2 separate regions of the Mus musculus genome follow, and region 1 is linked to region 2. Evidence: chromatin contacts called from public Micro-C data. All regions are on one chromosome and are shown on one strand. Each heading gives the region's core, a stretch centred on a gene start, on an enhancer-like site or on the middle of the called end of the contact. The rest is flanking DNA. Distances are from core to core; before and after follow the strand shown. Region 1 holds the start of Sox6os (SRY (sex determining region Y)-box 6, opposite strand). Region 2 holds the start of Denn2b (DENN domain containing 2B).

Region 1 (2,871 bases), core at 22-2,521, 6.4 Mb after region 2:
GGCTTCCCTTGGGAATCCTGTAATCCAGAGCTGAACTGAGCTACTCAAGTCAGCCAAGCCCGTGCCTATGGGCCTTGGGGATGAGGTGCTGAGTACGCAGGCTAATTATACATGTGGCATTTGGGCAGCCAACTGTCCAGTTGACACCTTACCTTATGAGGAAGCGTCCTCCCCACCAACTGTTCAAAACAAAATGCCATCTCGGGATCAGCTTCGCCTGCTCTGGGCCGGTTCAGGGTTCCCTCTCCTACCGCCTCTCGCCTCTCCAACCTAACACAAGAATGTGGCCTAGGGAGGCCAGTCGCAGGCAGGCAGGCCCGCCAGGGTTGGGGGGACAGGCGGGGCGGGCCTTGCCAGGTGTCTGTCCTGTCCCCCCTCACTGTGGACCAGCTCGGGAACGTAACCACTTGACCTTTTTATTCACCGAACCCACCTTCTAGAAATAGACTGGGCGGGGCTGTGTCTGTTCTCGGACCAGGGGGAAAACCCGGACATGTGACTACAAAGGACAGAAGAGAGGAGACCCTGGTGGGCGGGGGGAAGGGGCATTCTCTCCACTGGGTTGCTGGCTGGGCGGTTCCGTGAGGGCCAAAAGCCAAGCCACTGGAGTTCACCCTGGAGCCCAGCGTCCAGGACCGAGAAGTCACCAGAACTCCCTCTCAGACATTGAAACTGGAGGTCCGGAGCCCAATCTATTGTGCCGCTGGGACAGTTTCGGACTATCTTGAGACTGAAACTTCAAGTGCGGCCCTTACAGGAGGCAACTCGCAGAAGCAGCCTAGAACAGCCCATCTTGCTAACTAGCAGCCCTGCCAGCCCAGTAAATGACTTATTTTAGACCACAAACTGGAGTCGCTGCCGATAACTGGTCATTCACACAAACAAACATTTTCAAACTTGGTCAGAGTCAGACAAGCTTAAATAAAACTCATAATACGCCGGAAACGACCACCTTTTATCTATCCGAACACACCAATTCTTTTTATCTTAAAGCTGCGCGGACCCGGAGCCAGTCTGTCCTCCGCAGAGCCCGGCCGTTCCTTTGCATTTGCAGCAGTTCAGCCCCAGCAGCCTTTGCACAAACCCGGGTCCTTCTTCGTACTGCCCTTTAAGGGAGAAAGCCGAAAGCAGCTCCCCCGGGGCAGGCGAGCCTCGCCAACACCGCCTCCCGCCCAGGGCCCAGCCGGTGCTCCGAACATCGGCCCGCAGCGGGCAGCCAGTAGCGGGCCGGGCAGAGAGCCTAGAGGGACGAAGGTTGCGGGTCAGGCTCTGAGCCGAGGGTGCCGGCTGAAGCGCAGAGGACCTGGAAGCCGAACCCGCGCGAGCCTTACGGGGCTGTCCCTCGCCCACGCCGTCAGCGGGCCAGCCTGCGCAGCAAGCGTGCTGAGCAAAAAGGACCACCGTTGGGTTGCAAACTGCCTTGGAGTTCGGTTTGTGTACTGCTGAGAGGACCATTAAAAGTAAAGTGCAATAGTGGAGGGAGCAAGGGGAACTGGAACTCGAGCGTCCCGGGAAAGTCGTGGGAAGCCCCGGTGGTGGAGGGCGAGGAGGGAGCGCGCGGCTTCTAGCCACCCGGGTTTTCTTTAATCCTCCGGGTAAATTTCACCCCTAGCGCGGAGAGCTACGAAGATCCTGGAGTCCCGCCCGCCCTAGGCCAGCGTCAACCCCACAACTAGCCAACGATCCCAGTCCGAAATGGGGGAGGTTCAGAAGCCCTGCGGGTCCTCCCGGCCCCTGAGCCACAGCCTGGCTAACACTGACGCCTCTTAGAACTGCGGCGGCGCAGTCACACGGCAAATCGACACTTTTCAAGAAAACAAAATATTCATTCTCTAACAAAACTAACTTCGCATTGAGTTTCTATTGGGGGAGAGGGGTTAACTCGGCCCTAAAGGAAGCCCGTTTTGTCCAGGTTAGATTTTGTCTACTTATGGATCAGCCGTTGGGTGAGGGTTTAATTTATGGCTTATGCATTCTTTTAAGGTCGATTTACATGACCTCCGGCTACAACTAAGATTGCCGAAGAGGGCACTCCAGTCGTCAGTCGGCCAAACCCACAATTACAACAGCCCTCCCCCACCTTCTGTGGCTCAGACTCCCCTGGCAATCTAAACTGTTCTCTCTCTCTCTCTCTCTCTCTCTCTCTCTCTCTCCCTCTCCCCCCTCTCCCCCCTCTCCCCTCTCCCCTCTTCCCCCTCTCCCCTCTCTCCCCTCTCTCCCTCTCCCCATCCTTTCCTCCTCCACCTTTCTCTTGTTTCTTCTTTTTTATGACTTTACTTTTTGATATTATGAATAACATAAAATATCACTTTGAAAGTTTCGCTAAAACTTTCTCAAAACCCAAGCAAGCATGCCGCGATGAAAGATCCAGTGTTCACAAAGCCCTCAAGATGTTGCCCTCTTGTGGGTACAAAGGGCATTGCCATCCAAGAGCCCCATCTGAACCCTAAGCTGGAGAATAGAAAGAGCGAGGGAAAGGGAGAGAGGGGAGGAAGAGGAGAGAGAGGGGAGGGGGAGGGAGAAGGAGAGAGAGAGAGAGAGAGAGAGAGAGAGAGAGAGAGAGAGAGAGAGAGAGAGAGAGAGAGAGAGAGAGAGAAACACTAACACAACACAGTAGGCACACCAACTTCTTCCATCCCACACTTGTGCGAACTTCCATGAAATACCTACCTCGAACTTTACGGAGACTTAACAATTCACTCTCTAAGCCACCTGACTTCTTTTTCATCTCATTCCCACTTCTATAGATTATCTACTTGGGGAGGCGAAGGTGGAGGAATTAGGTGGGCCAAGAGGGCAGACAGATTTCCGGACGAATACTTGCGATGGCGATAACACTTCTGCTGTCAAAGGTGGCTTTGGCTGTCTCTC
Region 2 (3,187 bases), core at 662-3,161:
TTCAAGAAGGAAAAACCAAAGAGCCAGGAACAACAGCTGTTCCCTGGCCCCACTGAGAAACTAAAAGCTTCCACAAAGTTCCTTGAGGCCAGGAGTAAGTGGAAGATGTAACATGGCTGAAGTGAAGTGCATTTCTTAAGGGGCTTTCCTGCAGGAGAGTCCGCAACTCTCATCTTTCTCTTAACATTATGGATGGCCTGACTACTTTAACACCTATAAAACTACCTTTCTGGAAGGCTTTCCTTTCCTAGACACGCTGTGTTTACCACACATCACTCCTCTGAAATTTAGGACAAGGCATGCATGACTGGACACTGTGTGTGCTGGGATTTGGTTAAAATAGGAGCAAAAGGGATCATACAGCATAGTCCTTCAAGTTCCCAGCTCCCCGTAGCTGTAGTGTTAAGACAGCTCTCTGCAACATCTGGATGAGACAGATATTTGCAAGTCCCCAAAACCCAAGAAAGTCCCCTCCACAACTCAAGAAACCCTGTGATGGGCATCATTAATGGGGAGGGGGTTGTTTCCTATTTCCAAAGCTACTTCATAGACAGTGCAAGGCCCCCGCTCAGATATTGTTGTGCCAGTCCCTCTGCCCTGTCAAGTGTCCCAGATGGACTTGAAACTCACTGCAGGCTCCTCTCTGAGCTTCATTAGCTACTTTGATTGTTGTTACAAGTCAGACATAGCAGCATGGAGATAAGAGAGCACGAGGTAAAACCGACCAAGCTGCTCAAAAGTTTCCACATAAGAACTTCAACAGTGCTAGAGCGATGAGAACTCATTTTCCTATAAAAGAACCTTCCTGTGAAAATATCCAGTGGCTTTGTGCTAAATAAAAGCAGAGTGAAGCCTAAACATCTCCGATTCAGCCAGAGTGAGATTAGCTAGATTTGCAAAGTCAAGAAAATTGGCAGTTTCCCTCCTCCTCCCGGAGCTAATAGAATCCAACTGTTGGAGTATGACATCATTCTCGACCCCCAAACTCTGAAGTGAAGAGCACAGACACTGGCCTGCCATAAACAGCCCGACTCAAAGCAAGGGGCTCAGAGGTGCCCTTACCTGGTAGTCCGGGTGATTTCTTGCCCACTCCATTCTCCACAGAGGCTGGCTCACACCACAGTCGCTTAGGGAGCCCAGGGCCCCCAGATCCACTGGCTTAAGCTCCAGTACCTGCTGCGAACTTCCCACAGCTCCTTCCTCTGACCTTTCAAGACACTCCTTCCAGCCAAGTGAGCAGAGCTAGCGCAGCTAGCCAGTCAGGCTGGTTGTCATGGAGACCTGTCCTAGGCTGCACACACGCTTGCAGGCTTGCTCTCACTCAGCTAGGCGCTCTCCCTCAACCCGGTGTCCCAGGAGCGAGCTAGCACGCGCACGTTTATGCGTGCGCGTGCTTCTACACATTCTCTGAGTTCTAGCCGGCCTTGAAACAGCGCGGTCTTTTGATCGGCTCAGTTTATGCATGCATTCCACTCCTCCTACCTCCCTTCCAGTCAACCAGGAGCCCAGGTCTGTTCCTGGGAACTTGCTGCAACAACCCAGAGGGGAGAAGGGTGAGGACAGTGAGTGGACTTGTTTTCCTCCCCTCTAGTGTCTCAGCTTTTATAACTTGGAAGAATCCCTGCCAAAGGGGAGGGAGCTAGCTGAAGGCTTGGAGGGGAAGCAAGCACTTCCTCTGGGTCCTGCAGCAGCAGCGGAATGAGGAGGGACCCTGATGCGTGCTGCCTCAACTTGTTTGTTCGCTTGGGATTTTTCAGGAGCATTTGGGGCAGAAACACAGTTCACATCCTAGAAGCTGGCCTAGACTGGCCTCTCTGGTTACCTTGTTGACTGTTCAGGTCCTGGAGACAGCTTTTAGCCAGTACAGGGTCCCATGGTACTAGTGCCAGAGCCCAAGCAGTCTCTTGTCTTCCTGCAAAGGAGAAGAAACAAACTAGATCAGGATTAGGAGGAACACTGTTTAAGTCTACAGTCAGAGCCAGGACATCAAACACAATGCAAACAGCCTCCTCTCTGAACAAAAGATCCACAGCCCAGGCCTCCAATGAGAAACTGTACAAGTGCCAGGGCCGTACCTGGGACACAGAAGGCCCTTTTAGTAGCCCTATGTATACTTTTGCTTGGATGCTGCCTAACCCTCTCAAAATAGATGTACTAGTTTGTTTGATGCTCTTAACACACTGGTCAGATAGGTTTGCTACCATTTTATAGATGGGATCACTGAGGCCCAGAGAGATCAGATACTTGATCCACACTTACCTAACTAGTTAGGAACTGAGAGTAGAGACAAGTCAAGGGTCTCCTAGTCCTTTATGTTTTGCTATAAAGTACACAGAAGCCTGATCTTGAAAACCAGCTCATTTTCTAAGAACCACAAGTGTGGGCCTCCAAGGGAAAGTGAAGACTCTATCTAAGTCCTGTTAAGGTAAATCTATCTGCCACCCTTCTAGCCCAAAGATTTAATGACCGATAACATCTATGACATGCACAATATCTGCTGCAAACTAGAGAAAAAATGCCCTGCCCTACCCCCAAGTACTATCTTACATCTTCCCAAAATAACCTCCCAAATCCTGGTTCATTTTTTTCTCTGACAGAGTAGTCCTAAAAGTTACGACTGGTGTTATATTAATTTAACACATTTTAAAAATGTATCTAAAGTAAAGTTAAATTACTTGCTCCCATTTACTGAACCAGGAAATGAGAGATCCAAAACCAGTGTCCAAGCCTTTCAACTTTCTGGCATACATTAAGCAGAACAGTTGCCAAGAATACCAGAGCTAGAGTCACAAGACCTTAGCAGTGCCTGACCTCATCGCCAACTGGCCACCTGTCACTGAGCCAGCCTCCTCCCGACTTTCTACTTTCTATGAATATATCTCATACTGGGGTGGCAGAGGACTAGGGTGTGAGGTGCAGTGTCAAGGTGCTATTAGTCAAAAACACTTCAAATTAGGCACTCAGCTCTCATCCACCACCCCCCAATTGTTAGTACCTCTCCTCCACCAATCTAGTAGATATATTTTTCAAGTAGAACTCGGGGTTGGTAAATGGATTGACTGCATGTGGGAAGGTGGAGGCTGATGAGGATGAAGACAATGAGGCTCAAGGAGGCCATTCTCCAATGCTGCTCCTCAAAATAATGCTGGGGGAGGGGTGGGGGGGCCCTGATGGAATCTGTAACGCT

Evidence for each region. Hi-C and Micro-C count contacts between places; a contact is called where the count stands out from the background.
Region 1: a Micro-C map of embryonic stem cells shows a contact between it and region 2, with 14 times the contacts expected there. The contact joins the promoter of Sox6os here to the promoter of Denn2b in region 2. A contact is called at or near these places in 1 of 39 promoter capture datasets (embryonic stem cells) and 4 of 484 Hi-C or Micro-C datasets (all in embryonic stem cells).

The regions. Positions count from the first base shown.
Region 1 is chr7:116,030,708-116,033,578 of GRCm38.p6, forward strand. It overlaps Sox6os (SRY (sex determining region Y)-box 6, opposite strand), which reads left to right and starts at 1,272. Exons shown (of 2, transcript NR_152104.1): 1 at 1,272-1,460; 2 at 1,613-1,843. The region is part of intron 1 of Sox6 (SRY (sex determining region Y)-box 6); the gene reads right to left.
Region 2 is chr7:109,615,236-109,618,422 of GRCm38.p6, forward strand. It overlaps Denn2b (DENN domain containing 2B), which reads right to left and starts at 1,912. Exons shown (of 20, transcript NM_001001326.1): 1 at 1,823-1,912.